Regions from separate parts of the Hordeum vulgare genome. Here region 1 is linked to region 2. The links are chromatin contacts, called in public Hi-C maps. All regions are on one chromosome and are shown on one strand. The core of a region is the stretch at or near the end of the contact, and the rest is flanking DNA. Distances in the headings are between cores, read along the strand shown.

Region 1 (5,185 bases), core at 352-2,851, 220 kb before region 2:
CTCGGCTTCACGTCCCCTCTCTGAAACTCGCATCTCGGCGAAGTTTGCACCGGCGTTGGGAGCACTAACCGCGCCCCTCCCCCTGCGAGGTCCGAAGTCCTCCTGATTGGCACTCCGGTGGTGATCATGCCCCTTCTTCTCGACGACCGGCGGCGATTGCACCGAAGAGTGACGCTTCCTCGCTGGCGTTTGATCGCCGCTCGTCTCCCTGCCGGTCTCGCGTCGGCTTGTCGCGTCGGCGCCCCGGGGGCTGGTGGTTCGAACATCAGGAGTCGGGGCGGGGGCGCTGGTGCTCGCGACATCCTCGGGGGCCAGGTGGCTGCTCTGAGCCTTGGTCCGGCGAGGGGACGGTATGTCACTCGCCGAAGACGGGGCAGCTCTGGCGTGGGAAGCACTGACCGCACAGCTTCTCACGCGAGGCTGAGAGCTGCCAGCAGCTTCGGCCTCATCGGCGCTCCGGTGTTGATCACGCCCCTTCTTCTCGACGACCGGCGACGAGGGATGCGTCCTCGCCGGTGGCGAGAGATCACCTGCCCCGCGTCGTATTGTCGTGCCGGCGCCTCGGTAGCTGGTGCTCGGAGCGTCAGGAGTCGTGCCACTGGTGCTCGCCACGTCCCCGGAGCCGCCCTGAGCCTGGCTCCGGCGAGGAGACGGCAGGACGCTCTCCGTAGACGGAGCGGCACTGACGGAGACGGACGCGTCCCGCGTGTCGCCGCTGCGGAGTTTCGCTGCGCAACCACAAAATGAAATCCAATCAGTAACCCGCGACAAGATAAGCGACATGAAACGCGAAGATCACTCCGATCACCGGAGCGGAGCTGGAATTTACCTCGGAGGCTGGCGCCGCACCCGCCGCATTGGTACACCGGGACGCCGGCGGGCTCCTGGAGGACGCTGCGGCACCTGGGGCACCTCACGTGGCGAGCCCCGGCCCCGCCGCTGGCGCTGGTGTCCGAGATCGCCATGAATCGACAAGGCCGCAGAGCATCACTCGCGGCGCAGTCGTGCCGTGTGATCGTATCCCGGCGCCGTCGATCGATCAATCAAAGTCGCCGCCTGCGTTGACAGGTGAAAAGCATAAAATCGTCAGCACTTTGGTACCAATTTCTTCATCTAATTTGTTGTTTCCGGAAAGGAGGAAGAAGAGGAGGCACTCGAGCACGGCTAGCAGAAAGCGCACCCACTCACCTCAAAATCTCCCGCTTTCCCCACGGCGTCCACTCGAGACGAGAAGGAGACGTCCCCCTTTGCGTGCTCTTGCAGCTTCTTCTTCTTCCTAACTCTTCTTGGTCCTCTGAATCGAGCCGCCTCTCCTCCAAATCCAATCCTTCCTTGGAAGCTAGCAATATATGTATGGGCTCTCTCTCGCTGGTCGTCGCGGGTGAACTGTCGGGAGTGGAGACCGGACAGCCCGATGCGGCCCTGCCTCTTGTAGTAGCACGTGTGATGGAGGCGAGGAGTCAGAGAGACGCGTCCCTGTTGGGCGAGCGAGCAAGAGCAATAGAATAATGGCGATGGATTTTTTTTAGAAGATCTAATGGCGATGATCGGAATGGAGACGGAGAAGCTGAGCTCATGTAAAACGATGCGCGCGCTCCGGAGAAATATTTATATGCGCTGGTGGGAGGAGGAAGGAGGCCGGGTGGTGTGCGCGGCTCGGCTGACCGCTTCAATGACGGGGACGGCCGGTGGCCGCGGGGTTGGGCGTTGGCCTTGGCGAGCGATCGAGTGGCACGGCCAGGTCGTCCGCGGGGAGGCGAGGCGACCGTGTCGCCGACGCCAGTCACGCTGCCACCGCGTCGTCACGGTCGTGCCCCGGGTGGCCCTTCTCGACGTCCCCCGTGGAGCCGCGTGTGGTGCACCGCCGCTCTCGCCTTTTCCGCGGGTTGGGGTTGGGGCTGGTCACCACGGTCACGGTCGCTGTCTCGCGCGCGCGCGCGGTGCGCGAGCTGGAGCGGACCATCATCAGGAAAAAGGAAGGAAAACGGATTAAATCTGGCCCCCACCCCGGCCATGCGCACTGCGAGCGCGCGCGCGCGCTCGCCGGGCCGTCACTTTCGGAGCAGGTTCCAGACCTCTGCTGTGATGTTCGCACCACACCGGGGGTAGTTAACTATTGCTCGTGGTCGTGGCGGCGACGGATTAGATTTGGGCGCCAAGCACCTGGCAGGAAGCTTGTATAATTGTCGCCGGCCTGCGCAGGGGGGGCATAGGAGACGACGGAGTGAAGTAAACAAGGACTTTCTTCTTCTTCTTCTTCTTCGTAGAGCTCACCGTTCAGACCATCCGCGCTGAACGGTAATTAAACAAGGACTTTGTCATGGCGGCGAAAGTCGTGGGCGGTGACCGGCACAAGTTCGGCCTCGCACGACGACCGGTTCACGGAACAAGGAAAGGATTGCTAGCCGATCGCGTTGCCAAAGATGGCGAGGCACACCGGTGACAGGACACCGTGGCCGTGGCGTCACGCGGCGCGGGCCGAATAAATGTGGCGCCGCCGGCTGAGCTTGAAATGGAAAAAAGGCGTTTCTTGGCGGCACTCTCTCGTCGCCGTCGTCGGCGCCACGCGGCGCGCGAGCCGTGCGTTTTTGTCAACGGCCATCAGCTCCGGATTGCATGGACACTGCAGCAGCGTCGGTGGACGGTGCGATGCCGGCCGCCTGGCGAGCGCAGTGACGACGGACGTCGGGCGTGCGGCCGCGCCGGGCGCCTGGCGTGGCACCGCCACCAACCAGCGCGGGTCGCGACCTACCGCCACCCACGCGCTCGGCTCGTCGCCGGGGGCCGGGAGAGGGTTGTTTTTGGTCGGCGGGGCCACACGGACACGGGCAGCGCGACCGCCGGTCCCTAGGGTACGGGAGCAGCCGTGAATATATTCTTCTGGTCGTTTACAACGTGACGATTTTGCGTCCACAAAGTTATCGCGTCCGCGCGTGTCGCCATGTTGGAGGGCACTAACCTGCACATGCCCATACTAAATTTCAGTCAAATACTCCTAGGTTGAAGATTGGTCATGGGTGTCTAGTCACAGCAACTCCCACTTAGACTGTTGAGATGGAATGAAACAAAATGACCGAACTATTTTTTATTGATGATGAATGAACATTTATATACAACAAGAATAGTAGCCTTCGAGGGATGCAATCGTTCAGGAAGATGCCGTTTCAAGAACCGTCGCGATGGTTGCCGGAAGTGTGTAACCGCGCGGGGATTATCCTTTAATAACCGCAAAGGTTATTTATTCTTAAAAAACCCGAACATCACCAATGTCCACACACATGTCCGGACTTGTCCACAAATAGTGACAGGGGCGGAGGCTATTCAACCGCAAACATAAAACCTGGACAGTTCCTGTTCCGCACCGTAAGAGCATCAACAGCCGAAACCCTCAAATCCTCTTCAAACTCCTGGGCAAGCTGCCCGGTCACTATTCGGTTAATTTTTTTTTGACCTAAACGGGTCTATCAAACCGGCCTCAAACGCCCGGGCTGACCGGCACCCTCCTTTTCAGCCCAAATATGGGGGAGCGCGGGCACGCCCGGACACCCCTGCCTAGCCCACACTGGCCCTCATCGACCCCACATATATGCGTCCTCATTCATTGGCCGGACCAAACTTTAGCCACTTCACTTCACTTCCCCCACTCCCATCCGCCATCCAAGCTCACCTCCGACGATCTCAGTCCTTCTCCTGCATGGCCTCCAGCGAATTCGACTCCAACCAGTCCGGATCCATCGACTGAGGGTTCGTCCCATGTCAAGTGGAATGGCGATACACATTGCACTCCGCCGCTCGCGCGAGGGTAGTGTCCGGCCAACGGGAGGATCTGTCCGCTCCGCCGTGACTCCATAGCGTCTGTTCAAAGGGCGCTCGGTTCCTCTCGGGCGGGATCATCCATGTCCAGGCGAGCGGATCCATCGACTGGACCCACGGACTTCGAGTCCAATCGGGAACAGGCTGCCCACCATGGGAAGGAGAGGATAAGGATTGTCGAGGCCTATCTCATGGAGGAAATGGTGGAGGCGGAGGTGGCTGGGTGACACGGACGGTCGCAGAGGAGGAAGCCATCTGCGCCCGCATTTTGAAGAAACGGTAGCACGGAACACACGTGCCCTCGCCCACGAGCAGAATCGGACGGTCCGTAAAATGGCCGGACTGCCACCGAAGGAGGAGAAGGAGGTGAGCGGTGGCGAGGACAGTTCCGTCGACGAGCAGATCCGACTCGATCTGTACTGCGCATTCGACCGCTACTTCCGTGATAAGGACGGCAATGGCGTCAAGAAGGACAATGGCAGCCGTGGATGATCTCCACTTTAGCCAAACATACCAAATTTTGGTAGTCCGATGGCATGTTTAGCAGTGACGGGGTAGCCGGACGACGTGTGTGCGTCGACATAGTAGTTGCATGAGTTGTATGAATTTAAGACATGAGATTTAAGGTATCCGGATATAGACTGTATTATTTAAGGCGTGGCCGGTCAGTGTCTGCAGACGCACTCCGGGCGTTTGAGGGGTCGAATTTGAAGGATCCGGACGTAGATGCTCTAACCAACGATTGTAATGTAATTCACTAAATGGCGCACAACCACCGTTGGACTATGTATGTAAATGGACTAGCTCATATAGGTCTTCCTTTTCACCGGTTTTTCATCTCTGTACCCCATGGGTTTTTACCGGTTCTCTCATTTTTTTATTTCTCGTTTTCCTTTTTTCGTTCTAACTTCATTTTTCATTTTTCTTTTTATCAAGTTTGTGCACTTTTCAAAAATTCATGAACTTCTTTCATTTTTATTTTCCTTTTTCCAAATTCCCGTGAACTTTTCTTAAATTCATGAGCGTTTTCCAAATTTTATGAACTTCTGAAAAATTATTGTGATTTTTTAATCGTTTTTGTGAACTTTTTCCAAATTCCAAAATTGTCTGATAGGCATTTTTTTAAATCCTTTACCTTTTTCTCAAAGTTACGAACATTTTTAAATTTTATGAACTTTTTCTCAAATCAATGAAATAGCCAGCCGGTAAGAGGTCAAAGGACAATGGCCAGCCGGTCAACAGTCTACCCTTTTCAACATTTTTTAATTCGTGATTTTTTTTCTAATTGGTGAACTTGTTTGATTTTTCATATTTTCTAGGTACTATAACAGAGTAGGAAGCAGAAAAAATCAAATGAAAAAGAAGTATAGCG
Region 2 (5,080 bases), core at 727-3,226:
TGCCGTTTTCCCTATCTAGCAGTAAGTCCTGGTTGTCAAATCGAGCCGAATCTTCGGAGTTGGACAGACTATTCGAGTTACCATCATGATCCATATTTTCAAACCCCGGGTTTGTATATTGGTGGTTCCACTGATTTCTACCCGCAAAATCTCTCCCCCTCATCTGATCACGACCCCTTCCACGAGCATGTGCATTATTTTCATCATCTCAGCCATCAGAACCGCGTCCAGTACCCGAAAATATGTCATTCCCCCTTCCTCTCCTCGGGACAAGGATGAAAGGACCCCACTCAAACTTGGATATATCATGTTCTCCTATGCCGCACTCCTCATGCCAGTGTCCCAATTTCCCACAGGTGTTGGAGAAGGTTGGAAGCTTTTCATATTGTACTTGGAAAAATTATGTCTTGCCCCCTCTTGAAAAGATCACAAAGCGAGTAAGCTTCTTGTTAACGTCCAACTTCACTCGAACCCTAATAAACTGTCCCATGAAACCACTAGGAAGCTTAATTTGAACTTCCTGTACCTCACCGATTCTTCTTGCCATATTCTGCATGAACCCTTCGTTCTTCAGCACTCCATCGGGTAATTTGTGGATCTACGTCCAAGTCTCAATCCGATCTAGCTTGATGCTTTCTGGGTTGGAGAACCCATCATACTCCTAAATGATCAGCGTTGATCCTCAGAAATTCCAAGGGCCTTTGTGGATTGCTTTGTTCCAATCAGCTAGACAGTTGAATTGTATCGAAAATAAATTAGGGTTTATCTTCCTCCAGACCACGTCCCGTGCCAGGCTCCAGGCTCCCCTCATATCGCCAATTAGGGCACCTTGGCTAAAACTTTTCTCCGTCAATACACATGCAAGGGCGAGCCACTTCGGAAGATCTCCTGGATCATCTACTTCCTCTTCCCACACCAAATTGTCCAACTCATCTTTCTCCTGATGCAAGCGCTCCAGAAGTTTACTAGGATCTATCCTCATGTTACCATGGGGGCCTCCAGTGCTCGAGGACGTCGCCATGGATCAGCAACACGAGAAACCCCAGGCAAAGATACAATCTCCCGATCGCAATGGCACTCGGAAGAAGAAAACCGAACTCGCGGCGGCGGCGGGCGCCAGAGGACTACAAAAACCTAACGGAATAGGGGACTCCAAATAAATTCAGTTGATGGGGATACCGATTCGCATATAAAATAGGCCAGTTAGTGAGTTAAAGATAGCAAAGGCCCAATCATTATTTACGTATACCTTTGAGCATCGATGCTCTTAAAAAAAAACTTTGAGCCTTGAAGTTCCTAATTCGTCTAACTTCTCGTCCCCTCCAATCTTTTATTCTTATCTTTTGTTTAAACAAGTGTCGTATTATGCTAATATTTATATCAATATTATACATGTTATCAGGTCCCTAGTGGACTTGAAGATTAGGGATAAAGAAGGGAACATTCATCCAACCGGAGTCCTAATTAGACTTTACATTAATATTTTTGTGTTCTATGCTTTTCACATAGTTCTTGAAAATAAAATTACTTTAAACGGGAGTCACATATTTTTTTTGTTGTGTTGGTTGTCATGTCTAATTGCGGAGTACCTGAGGATGCCATTGTTTTGGCAGGCCTCGAGGGTGAGTGTAAGTCGGAGAGGCAACCTGTGAAGACAATGACAGTCGTGTGCGGTTGCAGGGAGGACGCTCACTCCTTGTTCACTCATCTCGGGTTGGAATTCGGGACAATGTATATGTTTCTTCTTATGCGCAATGGATATGCTTTAGCTTTACCCATGTTTTTATTTTCTTTTTTCTAAAATGTAGCTTTACCCATGTTGGCAGTGACAACTCACGCATATCCAATTCGCCAGAAATCCTGTTTCCCCCTTATACGTGGGACCCACCCGGCGGCGCGGCTAATCTGGTATCTGGCCATAACGAACCACCCACTGGAAGTGGGCCTCACCCAGGCCCGCAGCCCGCGCAGTTAGTTGACCGGACGCGGCGCCCGCGCTGTCCCTCCCTCCCCTCTCGCCTTTCCCCTCCTCCAGAGTCCAGACCCGCACACTTCGCTCCACCAACCGCGCTCCTCGCCCCCCCGCCGCGCCCGGAGGTCGCCGGCACGGCTCGCACCTCGGCGTAACCCGCAAATCACGCAAGGTGAGCTCCCCCAGCCTCAACCCCACGCCTCGTATCTGAATTGCGATTCACCGGCGGACGCAGCGCTCGCGGGAAGCGAGAGAACGGATAGATTTGAGAGCCCCGCGCTTCGGTTCCTCGACCTGTCTCGCTTCCCACTGCGGATCTCGTGATCTCCGGCGGCGATTGCTTCTTTGCAACGGCCTCGATGTGGTCCAGCTCCAGCGGGGGAAAGAGGAGCGTGTGTTTTGGTCTCTCCGTGTCAGTGGGGTGGAGTTCGATCTGTATCGGGAATCCGCTGCTCGTTGATTGGTTATTCAGTAAAAGAATGTCCATGGTATGCTGATTCAAGGTGTTGAACATAGCGTGGCTAGGATGCTAGAATTTGGAAGTACAATCTTTTTGGACTAAAGGCACACTGTCCTGCTTATAGAAAGCACGTAGTATGCCTTTGTGTTTTAAGGATCCGCTAGAAGTAACTTTGGAGAAATCTTTTCTCCTTGCTACATTGCACAGCTTCGGGTTCCTTCTTGTGCTACGAGTTTAGTACACCAAGCACAGTGCTCAGGATGTTTCAGGGCGTGCAAGATGCGCGTACTGCTGCTGACGATGCAGTGATGCACCTTAGATATCTGCAAGTGATGACTGATGAAGCAGCAGAGTCACCTGCTGGCTGTTTCCTTGTTGGCTGCTGTGTTGCAAACTGCCATGTAGTTTTGTCAGTGAGAGTCACTGGTGGTCGGGGATGCAAACTGAGGTCGTCCGAGTGGTCACTTGATTGTCATTTTGTTTTGTCGATTGATGTCCAGAAACAATTTTCCTGCAACATGACTATTTCTGGCGTCAGAGAAGGTTAAAATCCTAGCGAGATAAATATTCTTAGAACTGACTAGAATAACCGTTTGCACATGTTCTTGTAGCTTCCCCTACAAAAAAACATTGATTGTTTGCACAGGGTATCCCTATCTAATACTTCTCCTGAAAATTTTGGTGCTCCTTTTTGATAGATGAGACTAACAATATATATGTTCTGTGTACATTTTAGATTTCTGCTTCACGAGTCCAGGAAGAACATTGGCATCAAGCAAGTCATATTCAGCAGGAAATAGCAGTATCGTTTTGATCTGCCTTTTCGCAGGATACTTGGGCAATTCCTAGCGGAAACTTCAACTTGCTCACGGCCTTTGTTCACAGTGGCATATCATTTTACATCCTTGGAGGTTGTGAAGCTAGCCTACTTGAGAATGCAATGTAGCAGGAGTCATTAGTTTCAGTAAGTTGGAGACTTGCCCTGGAGCTGCCATCCCTGGCTGCATTGGCCTTTGATAGATGGTTTCTTCTCAGACGTCCTCTCTGGCAGTAAAGCTTGCACAAGGACCAAAGCTCCTTACTACAAAGATAATTTTCCCCATGGATCCCCTGGGTGTTGTCTCCTCTGAAAATGCTGAATATGATTTCTCTGATGTTTTTGGTTCCAGTCCAGTCGAGACGGCAACAGAGCTTTGTGTTGTTGATCCAGACAGCCCTGCAGCTCCCGTTGAGTCCACTGAGGAGGTTTATAATGATCCTGCGGTCATCTTCAAGCGGTCACATTCTCTTGTTGGTCCATCATCACTTGTTAGCTGCTCTTTGGGACTTGGCAAGCTCACTCTAGACAGGGCAGATGGATCATCAGAACTTGCAGACCACACTACAGAAGAAAAGGAACTTAACCTAGAGGAGTTCAGCGATGAAGAGTTTGGTGATGCCGTGACTGAGGATGAGGGTGTTGGGCTTGATGACTTTGAAATCTTGAAGCTTGTAGGCCAAGGGGCATTTGGCAAAGTCTTTCAGGTGAGAAAGAAGGGTACTTCAGAGATATATGCAATGAAAGTTATGAGGAAGGATAAGATACTAGAGAAAAACCATTCTGAGTACATGAAAGCTGAAAGAGACATACTGACAAAAGTTGACCATCCTTTTGTAGTGCAGCTGAGGTACTCATTTCAGGTAGGCCATTTGTATACATATTATCATCTCTATGCTGGCATTCATATATTGGTACAAATATTCAAACAGTGTTTTGCTTGTCCAGACCAAATATCGACTTTACCTTGTCCTGGACTTCGTAAACGGGGGGCATCTCTTCTTTCAGCTCTACAAGCAAGGATTATTTAGGTGCTGTTTCACTTGTTAGTAATTTTGTTTGCCAAAAGATAGCAGCACATGCCTTTAAACTAAACCCTTTGATATAACAGGGAGGAACTTGCACGAATCTATACGGCTGAGATTATATCTGCTGTAGCCCACCTCCATGCTAATGGGATTATGCATAGAGATCTTAAGCCCGAGAACATCCTATTGGATGCTGAAGGCCATGTAAGAATTCTTTGTTGCAGCCAACAATCCCGTTTTGTCTCTTCTTCGGTTATCTGACATCTATTTGCTTGTGCCACTGGTATAGGCCATGCTAACCGACTTTGGCCTTGCGAAAGAATTCCGTGAGAACACCCGATCAAACTCGATGTGTGGTACTCTCGAGTATATGGCCCCTGAAATTATCCAGGGCCAGGGGCATGATAAGGCCGCAGATTGGTGGAGTGTAGGAATCCTCCTGTTTGAAATGCTGACGGGCAAGGTGAGTTGCATATTTGCATGGGATGTCAAGCTTATCATCGGAGAGGTATTTTATGCAGACGTGTCATGGTTTATAGTTCCTACTCTTTGCAGCCCCCGTTTGTGGGGAACAGAGACAAAGTTCAGCAGAAGATAGTGAAGGAGAAGTTGAAGCTTCCTCCGTTTTTGACTAGTGAAGCTCACTCGCTGCTGAAAGGAGTACGTTTTCCAGCTTGTTTGATTTCATTATTCATCATGTAGTAACTCATAGCACAAATAGTACCATGTAGAGGCCTTCCAAAACAAAACAAAAACATCATGAGAGCAAATTGGCCACTTGACTGTTTTTATCTGAAAAATCA

The links. A called contact is a pair of places that touch in the nucleus more often than the background predicts.
Region 1: a Hi-C map of seedling shows a contact between it and region 2, with 2.0 times the contacts expected there. The contact joins the promoter of LOC123424703 here to the promoter of LOC123424702 in region 2. A contact is called at or near these places in 1 of 6 Hi-C or Micro-C datasets (seedling) and 1 of 1 datasets of contacts at active chromatin or transcription factors (embryo).

The regions. Positions count from the first base shown.
Region 1 is chr2H:38,821,918-38,827,102 of MorexV3_pseudomolecules_assembly, reverse strand. LOC123424703 (serine/arginine repetitive matrix protein 2-like) reads right to left here and starts at 1,601. Exons shown (of 3, transcript XM_045108371.1): 1 at 1,189-1,601; 2 at 830-1,056; 3 at 1-728. The coding sequence starts at 965.
Region 2 is chr2H:38,605,814-38,610,893 of MorexV3_pseudomolecules_assembly, reverse strand. It overlaps LOC123424702 (serine/threonine-protein kinase AtPK2/AtPK19-like), which reads left to right and starts at 1,976. Exons shown (of 7, transcript XM_045108370.1): 1 at 1,976-2,144; 2 at 3,169-4,112; 3 at 4,198-4,280; 4 at 4,361-4,481; 5 at 4,567-4,740; 6 at 4,833-4,937. The coding sequence starts at 3,453.